Regions from separate parts of the Mus musculus genome. Here region 1 is linked to region 2. Evidence: chromatin contacts called from public promoter capture Hi-C data. All regions are on one chromosome and are shown on one strand. Each heading gives the region's core, a stretch centred on a gene start, on an enhancer-like site or on the middle of the called end of the contact. The rest is flanking DNA. Distances are from core to core; before and after follow the strand shown. Region 1 overlaps Tmcc1 (transmembrane and coiled coil domains 1). Region 2 overlaps Raf1 (v-raf-leukemia viral oncogene 1).

Region 1 (3,934 bases), core at 564-3,063, 440 kb after region 2:
GCAGCAGTGTCACAAAAATCCCTATAGCATCTACTTATTACATGTACCAAATCTTTGAAAATACACCACTAAAGAATACTGAAGGAATAACACAGGATTCTTCTTCATATTGTTTAGGAGAAATGGCGGCCTTCTGTGCCTCCACATGCAGGCACACAGGATGGAAGACACATTTCAATATTCCTAAAGTCCCCGCCAGGTTGACACATGAGGCTCACACAGCTGAGGCTGGGCAAGTGTGGAGCTCCTTCTGCTTCAGTCACACTGCTGTCACCTGTGGGCAGCTAACATTTCCTCTCAGGATCCTAACACATTGCAAGGTTGATAATTCTGATTATCAGTCAAAAAAAGTTAAGAATGTCTACAGATGGACTGTTTGTTTATACTTCTGTCTACAGGGAATGAACTGTGGCACAATTTAGCCACCAACTGCCATGTCTTTAAAATAAAGCCTATGAAGAACACAATGGTTTCTGAAATAAAGTTCACCTCTTACCTTCTCTTTCCACACAGCCTCTGCATTAACTAAGGATAGAGCTAAAACTACATACGGGCCCGCACCCACGAGAGCCCACCGATAAAAACTACCTTTTCTTAAAGGGCACTACACTTTTTTATTTTATATTTGAAAGTGTTCCGTGAAACTGACTTTTTAGAACTCTCTAAAGAGCTGCTCCACCAGCTTCCCTGGAAGGCTTCCTACACACTCTACTAGGTATCTAAGTCTCTACACAACCCCTCACCTTTAAGATTTTCCTGTGGCTTTTGGCTTCTTCAACTGTTTTGTGCTTTTTTTTTTTTTTTTTTTTTTTTTTGAGTTTAGTGAAATTTGTATGAAAGTCCTGATTCCACAGAGCAGGCAGGCTTTCTTCTGTTGATTTACAAGCTATTATTTTGCTAATTAAATATATACATCTGACCTACAATTACTACCTACCCACATTCTTCTGAAACTGTCAGGGGTAAATATGACAAGTTGGTCCAGATTTGAAGATGACAGCTACAGTTTTAGGGGCATACAGCCTGGGGCTGGCAGTGCAGGCAACCTTCAGCTTTGTGTCCATCAGATCAAAGAACAAAAGGCAGAGCTTCCTCCCCAGACCTTCCTTAGCACCAGAGAAAGGCAGGCTTGACATAAAAGTCCCATCAAAAAAGGAAACCCTGCAGAAGCCAGAGTTCCCAGTAAGACACACCAGAAAACTGACCCACCTTGGAGAGCTGCCGCCTGAGGCTAAAGCGCTGGACCATGGTCGTGAGGATCTCCTAACAAAGCGATCTACCCAGAAAGGGTGTCTTTTTCTTCTTTTATTAAAACACAGCTTCTTGGGGGAAGTCACTGGCGGCACATTTGAAGGCTGACAGAGTTCGATGCATTCCCCAGGAGTCTCAGCAAACTTGGAAGCACTTCATTGTTCTGCGGAGACAGCACAGCCTAGGAGCGGCAGGCGGGGCGGATCCCAGCCCAGTGCCAGGCTCTCCCCGCACTTCCTGTGTCAGCTGGAGGGTCCAGCCGTAAGGACCACCCCTTCCCCTCCCGCCAACCTTCAGGCAGGGTGCCGGGTACCACCTGAGCCTCCGGTCTTTGCTCTTGAGGCGGAGGCTAGAGGTGGGTGGCACCTGCCGGTATGGCAGCATCTGCTGCCCGGTTCGAGAGTCAGAGCCCGGCCTCCACCCAGGTAATCCCTGAGAATAGAAGGGGATGGTGGCGAGGGGGAAAAAGGAGGTGGGAGCGCCAGCCGCCACCAGCTCCAGCTCCAAACGGAAACTCCTCCCAGCTGACTCGCAGCTGTGCGGCTTTGTCTAGTATAATTGGCCGAGCCTTTCCTCTTATTCACCGAAAGGCTCCAGTGGGAAGGAATGTCAGGTGCAGGGAGCATACTTGGACGGTGACTACAACTCCGGGCTCAAGTTAAAGGGTAAGGCGGCCTCCAGAGGTGAATGCCTCTCTTGTTGGAACAAAGTATTTTAAAAAACTGGCGCACAAATCAAATAGACCAGCTTAGAGTGCATCTATTCAAATAAAGGGAAACGGAAAGTGACAACCTCAGGGGAGATCCAAAGATCGCTGGCCACTCTTCTTCCTCTAAATGAGCCAGCCTCTTCTTCCAAATGAGGACAGAACTTGGTATCCACGGGTTTAGTGCCTACAGTGCTCTCTATTTCTGTGTGCAGGACTAGGACCTGTACTAGGTTTGTGGCTTTGGTAGGTGTAAACTCCAGATGTACAATCAGAAGTCACATCTACTGTCCCACTGACTTCTCAAAACATCCCTTTCAAGTTTGTGCTAGAGGACTTTTCAGACAAATTAGGAACCTTCTCTAAAACCTCAATATAATTATTATATGTTATTATATTCTTCAGTCAAGAAAAGTGGAAAAATTAATTTGAAAACAAAATCAAGTTTCTTGCAAGGCTATTCTTAATTACTCCAGTTCCCTGCACTGGCTTCCAATTACTTACAAATAGAATGCAAGATGCTCTCATCTCATTCTACAGAGACATAGTATCTTTGACATCACTGACAAGTTACACCAAATTTAAACCAAGGCAGGCTCCAAAAACATAAATCTTGCCTCTTAAAAGTCATAAATACAAAAGGGTTTTCCTGCTTAAAAAAATAATATAAGTTTCAAAGCTTAAAAGTAACAACTTAGAGCAACTATGACTAATAGTGGAAAATGGCCCATATTTATGATGTAGAGTATGCAAAATAACCTGAATCTGAAACAAACAGATTAAAACAGTGGTTCTCAACCTGTGGGTCATGACCCCTTTGGGGATTGTGAGACCCTTTCACGGGGTCACATATCAAATATCCTGAATATCAGATATTTATTACATCATGATTTATAACAATAGTGAAATTACAGTTATTAAGTAGCAATGAAAATTATGCTTGGGGGGTCACCATAATATGAGAAATTGTATTAAAGGGGTAGAGCAGCATTAGCAAGGTTGAGGCATACTGGATTAAAATAATTTCAAAGTGCAAAGTTAGTTGGCTTAGAGTGAACTTCTGCAGAAATTGCTTTTTCTTCTCACAGAAAATGAAATAGTCTCTGGAGCTGAACTTGGTGACCCATCACCTCTAATCCCAGCACACTCAGGAGATGGAACAGAGAGGATCATGAGCTAAAGTCAATTTGGACTGTACAGTGAGATCCTGTCACCAAGGAAAAGGAAAAAATAGTCTGCTTGGAAAGAGGTGTGTGTGTGTGTGTGTGTGTGTGTGTGTGTGAGAGAGAGAGAGAGAGAGAGAAAGAGAGAGAGAGAGAGAGAGAGAGAACGAACATGTGTGTCAGGAAACATGGTGATCTAAAACCAAGCCCATATTACAGTTTTAAGATTCTTTCTATTCAAAAATAGAAATGGAACCAGGTAAAAAAAAAATGTCAAAAGACAACAGACAGTACACATTAGGTATCAATCATGAACAGAGGAGGGGAGGAGACTAGAGATTAAGTTCACTGTTAAAGCATCCAGCACTGGGTAGCACTGGGTAAATAAAAAGGGAGAGAATAAGAATCTTAATTGAACTGAAAGGAATGTAAATGCTTAATGTTCCAAAATATAAGACTTAGGGTTAAAAAGATCAAACTTGATTGCCTTTCTTGTGGAAACTCATTTGTTTGCCTAGTAAAATAAAGCCTAATTGCTTTGATGCAACTAATTATGTTAAAATATCATTATGAATGAATGTGAAACCTAGTCCTTAGTTTAAAAAGTAAAATCTTAACTACCTGAGCCACTAGGGAAAAAAAAAAAATCTCCAAATCTGGCTTATTTTGTTCTGGTTTGTTTTGGTTTTGTTCTTGTTTTTTTTGTTTTTTTGTTTTTGTTTTTGGATGAATAGACTATAACAAAGGTAACAAAATAACATCAAGAGAGACACAAAAGACCACAGCTTTATAGTCAATCTCAATCTCTCTCTCT
Region 2 (4,447 bases), core at 1,129-3,628:
AGTACTGTTAGAATTAATCAAGTCAGGGCCAAGCATGGTGACATGTGGCCCTGATTCAGGACCAGACTGGTCTACGATGATAAGTTACAGAGCAGACATAACTACATAGTGAGACCTGCTTCAAGTCATCGTCACCACCACCACCACCATCAAGCAAGTATTTTTCTTATCTCTTCTTTAGACGAAGAAAAAGTAAAATTTGGGGCTAGGAAATAACTCCATGGTCAAAATCTTGCCTAGCACAGATAAGGCCTGAAGTTTAATTACCTACACCTGAAAAAGAATACAAAGAAAAAGTCAAGCTTTAAAAAAACAGGGAACAACTTAAGAGTTAAACAAACAAATTGGTGAGACCCAGGACTATGCACAACGGATATATGAAAAATAATAATCGGGTCCTCAGGCTTTACATTACTGATCTACTGTAGTATTGACTTAAATGATATAAATTTTATATACATCTGGACTTGAGGTAATTATTATGTAATGATGCTAGTATTCTACTACTTTGGAGTAATTTATAGGACGTGTGACAGAACAGAAAATACAGACTATAGCTGACACGTCATTAGCAATCTGTAGTTCTCTTAGCAGTCATCCTCCCAAGCTTTCCAATTTGGCCCTTCCTTCTTCTTAGCCATTAAATGAAAGAAGATACATTAAAATTATGAACTTCTATTTATGCAGCTAACAATCTGCAAATATATTGTAGAGATTAAAATGTCTATTAAGTCATTGTGTACATGCATACATGAAAACTTTGTGTTATCATTCTTTTTTATCTTTATTACAGAAAAAATTTCCTCATAGGTGGTAATAAATGTAGGTTGGGTAAAATAAATCCCCATGTAATCACAAGACTGCTCAACTACAAACCATGACTAGTTCTAAAGATTAGTCAAGACAAAGAAATTCCTACTTGTTGGAAAAACTGGGCACCGTCCTAAAGTTACAATTGTGCTACAATGTTACATGCTGTGGCCAGTTTCTAGTTGACTTGAAAGCAGAAGACAAAATAAGGTAATAAGAGCTAAGTGAACTTCTGGCAGGATACCTGTGTTGCTTTCTCTTCTACTTGACATGTACATGTCTAGTGTCACCATGCTGTGCCCCACAACCCAGGAGCTGGAAAATAAAGCTCAGGGTGAGTGCTCTACTACAGAGCTATATCCCCAGCCCTTGCTCTGTTAACACAGGGCCTGATTGTCTAGCCCAGGTCGGCCTTGAAATACCAACCCTCCTTCCTTCATATTCACTGCTGGGATTACAGTATGAATATCTACGCAGCCTGACATGTTTCTTAGTCTTTTAAGATTACAGAGAAAGCAAACTATTAGCATAAGCTACCAAATGATATGCCGTTGTTCTTTGTTATAGAAGCAGTGATGGCTCTATTGATCAGAAACTACTCCTGAGTAGATTTCCTGAGTTAGCTACCTAACAATGTTACCTATTCCAAAAGAGCTCCAGGTTCTGAAATAAGGGCTGACCAACTGTGAGCCTATAAACCATCTGCTCACATTACCTGGAGAATTCTGAATCTCCTCTGTATCAATTATACATCATCATGTCCATTCTTGTTTGCAGATTATCTCCAAATTCTTTTCTTAATTATTTTTAAGTGTATGGTGTTTTGGCTGAATGTATGTCTGGATTCCCATGGTTGTGAGACACCGGGTGGGAGCTGGGAGTCAAACCTCATCCTATGGAAGGTTGGTTAATGTTCTTTAACTGTTGAGCCATCTCTCCGCTTCTCAAAATTTTTAAAAGGCTCTGGGAACTGAAGAGCTGGTTCAGTGGTTAAGATCATTTGCTGCTGCTCTTGCAAAGGACTAGAGCTTAGCCCGAGCACCCCTGTTAGGTAGGTAGCTCACCACCACTTGTAACTCCAGCTCCAGAAGATCAAATGTCCTCAAGGCACCCACCAGCACCTGCACTAACAACCTACACAGAGACACATAATTTTAAAATAACAAACACTGCGGAACAGTGGTGAACACGCCTTTAATCCCAGGACTCAGGAGGCAGAGGTAGACAGACCTCTTATTTCAAGGCCAGCCTGGTCTACAGAGTGATTTCACAGAGACAGAGAGAGAGCGACAGAGAGAGAGAGATATGCAGGCACCTGAACCCACATGAACACAATTATAAAAACAGTTTTTAAAGGAGCCTAACTAAATAAAATCACATTTAAAAAAATAAAATGTTCTGGACATGTACACCTACGAAGCCAAAACTCTAGTAATCAGTTTGAAGATACCACTGCAATTGAGCATACATTCTGGGGGGAGGGGCCTCACAAAGTTTCTGCTGAGCAAACATGAGCTGTTCTGATTCTCATCTCATCCCAGCTAGAAAACAGCAATGGTCTCGTTTGCACAAGGCTTATGCTACCATTTCTCAACCAGTCCAAAAGGGCAGTCTCATGCACTGCAAGCTGGTCAGGATGTGTCAATATTTTGAGTTTCCTCATCAACTCTTTCTCAATTTCTGGCCACAAACTGGTGACTTCATCAGATGACTGGCCGACACAGGCTTACATAAAGAAATGGACCAGTCTACCCTTCTAAATGTTAGCAAGCGAAGATTCGATACCCAAGTATGAGAAGCAGATTTTGTTGTTTTGAAGTGTAACTGATTCTAAAATGCAAACTGAGTATGAGGTAGTTCAGAAACAATCAGTCCACAGTGAAAGGTGCCTGGGACCAATTTCATTTTTACCTCACCACAAAATGAGTTTTTTCATTATCCTCTTTAAATCTTTTGAACTGTTTTGGATAGCCAGTGGCTGGCTGGCTGGCTGGTTAGTTGACTGATCTTGAGTTTCACTGTGTAGATTAGGCTGGTCTTGCACTTTTGTGGTCCTTCTATCTCAGAGTCTGACTGCTCAGAGTGATTGTCAACGGTACAGCCAAAACTGTGGCTTTGAACTGTTTTTAAACTCAGCTTTTCTTTTCATCTCCAAATCAGTAACTACTTCTTCATTTAGGTAGTAGCTAATAATTTTTAAATGAACAAATTACAAAGTCGAACATTAGCACAAATACCTAAATATACAATGTGCAAAGTCTGATGCCCACAATAAGAAGCTAAAGTGACAGTCTGAGGAGAACAGGAGCAGCAAAAGCCAATGTTATCTCACTCAGGCTCACCAGACAGAAACACTAATGACTTCATTTCACATTAAAATCAGACATTTTTGTGGCAAACCTTACATACACAACAAGTAGTTTTAAAAACTAGTCTTTTGCAGAATGGTAATGCACACCTTTAGTCCCAGCACTCAGGAGGCAAAGGCAGGTGGATCTCTGAGTTCAAAGACAGTCTGTTCTAAACTGCAAGATTTGAGCCAGCAAGGGATACACAGTGAGATCCTATTTCTAAATAAATAAGTGAATGAATGAAAAAGTAACCGTTCTCATACCAGCAAGACAGATCCACAGGTAAAGGAACTTGCTGCCAAGCCTGACTACCCAAGTTCAATCCCCAGGTCTAACATCATAAAATAAGAAAACTGACTCCTAAAAGTTGCCCTATACAATAATGATTTTTAAAAAATTGTTTCTCATGCAAATGCTATCACATTACACCTGTAACCCTAGAACTTAGAAAGTTGAGGCAAGAGGAACAAGAGCTCAAAAATGAGAGTTTGAAGCCAGCCCACACCACTTAGCCAGAACTTTATATCAATTTAAAGGAAAATGGAAGCAGCTGTAATGGTTTGGATATGAAGTATGCTTCCATCTCTGCTGAAAGGCTCTTACAGTAAGGTTTAGTTCACAGCTAGTGGGGTGCTCTTGGGAAATTCTGAAAATTTTAGGGAGTAGGTCACCAAGGGCATGTTCTTAGGGGCTCTAGCTTGTCCCAGGGCCCCTGTTTCTGCTTCCTGTTTACCGTGAGGCAAGTAGCCTCCACCACATGATATTCTTCCTCATCACTCAGTACAGAATCAACAGAACGATGATGGAGAACATGGGGAATCTCAGCACTCCCGAGATGAAGGCAAACGTTTGGGAGTTCAAGGTCATCCTCAGCTAGAGCTACAGGACAACGTCAACTACAAAAGATCTCTGCTCAAAAAATCCACACATAAGCTTAGTGTTGGTGGACATGATAACACAATACCTGGAATCCCAGCACTCAGGAGACTAAAGCAGAAAGATGAATATGGACTCAGGGCCAGCCTGTGATTACCCAGCATAGAATAGGACCAGTAAGATGGCTTAGCAGACAATGACACTTGCCACAGTGTCTGATAACCTCAGTTTGATCTTGAGGACCCACTTGGTAGGAAAATATACTCCTGCAAACTGTCCTCTGACCATGTACACATGTCTGCACACAGAGACAGATAGACAGACAGACAGAGAGAAGTATAAAACAAGTAGTGTTGGGATTTCAATTCATTCTCAAACAGCCTGGTCCCTCAACCTCTCCAATGAAATTT

What was found. Capture Hi-C pulls out chosen DNA fragments and counts their contacts.
Region 1: a promoter capture Hi-C map of adipose tissue shows a contact between it and region 2. The contact joins two enhancer-like sites. A contact is called at or near these places in 1 of 39 promoter capture datasets (neutrophils), 1 of 115 datasets of contacts at active chromatin or transcription factors (pancreatic cancer cells) and 1 of 9 other capture datasets (adipose tissue).

Annotation. Positions count from the first base shown.
Region 1 is chr6:116,106,103-116,110,036 of GRCm38.p6, forward strand. The region is part of intron 3 of Tmcc1 (transmembrane and coiled coil domains 1); the gene reads right to left. Among named protein-coding and RNA genes, the nearest start is that of Tmcc1, 85 kb to the right of the region's middle. Within about 2 kb of position 1,814, at least 268 of the 459 cell types and tissues checked have an H3K27ac peak or open chromatin away from gene starts, as enhancers often do. A contact at or near this core is called in adipose tissue, where this site is marked.
Region 2 is chr6:115,664,398-115,668,844 of GRCm38.p6, forward strand. All of the region lies in intron 1 of Raf1 (v-raf-leukemia viral oncogene 1), which reads right to left. Among named protein-coding and RNA genes, the nearest start is that of D830050J10Rik, 9.3 kb to the right of the region's middle. Within about 2 kb of position 2,379, at least 95 of the 459 cell types and tissues checked have an H3K27ac peak or open chromatin away from gene starts, as enhancers often do. A contact at or near this core is called in adipose tissue, where this site is marked.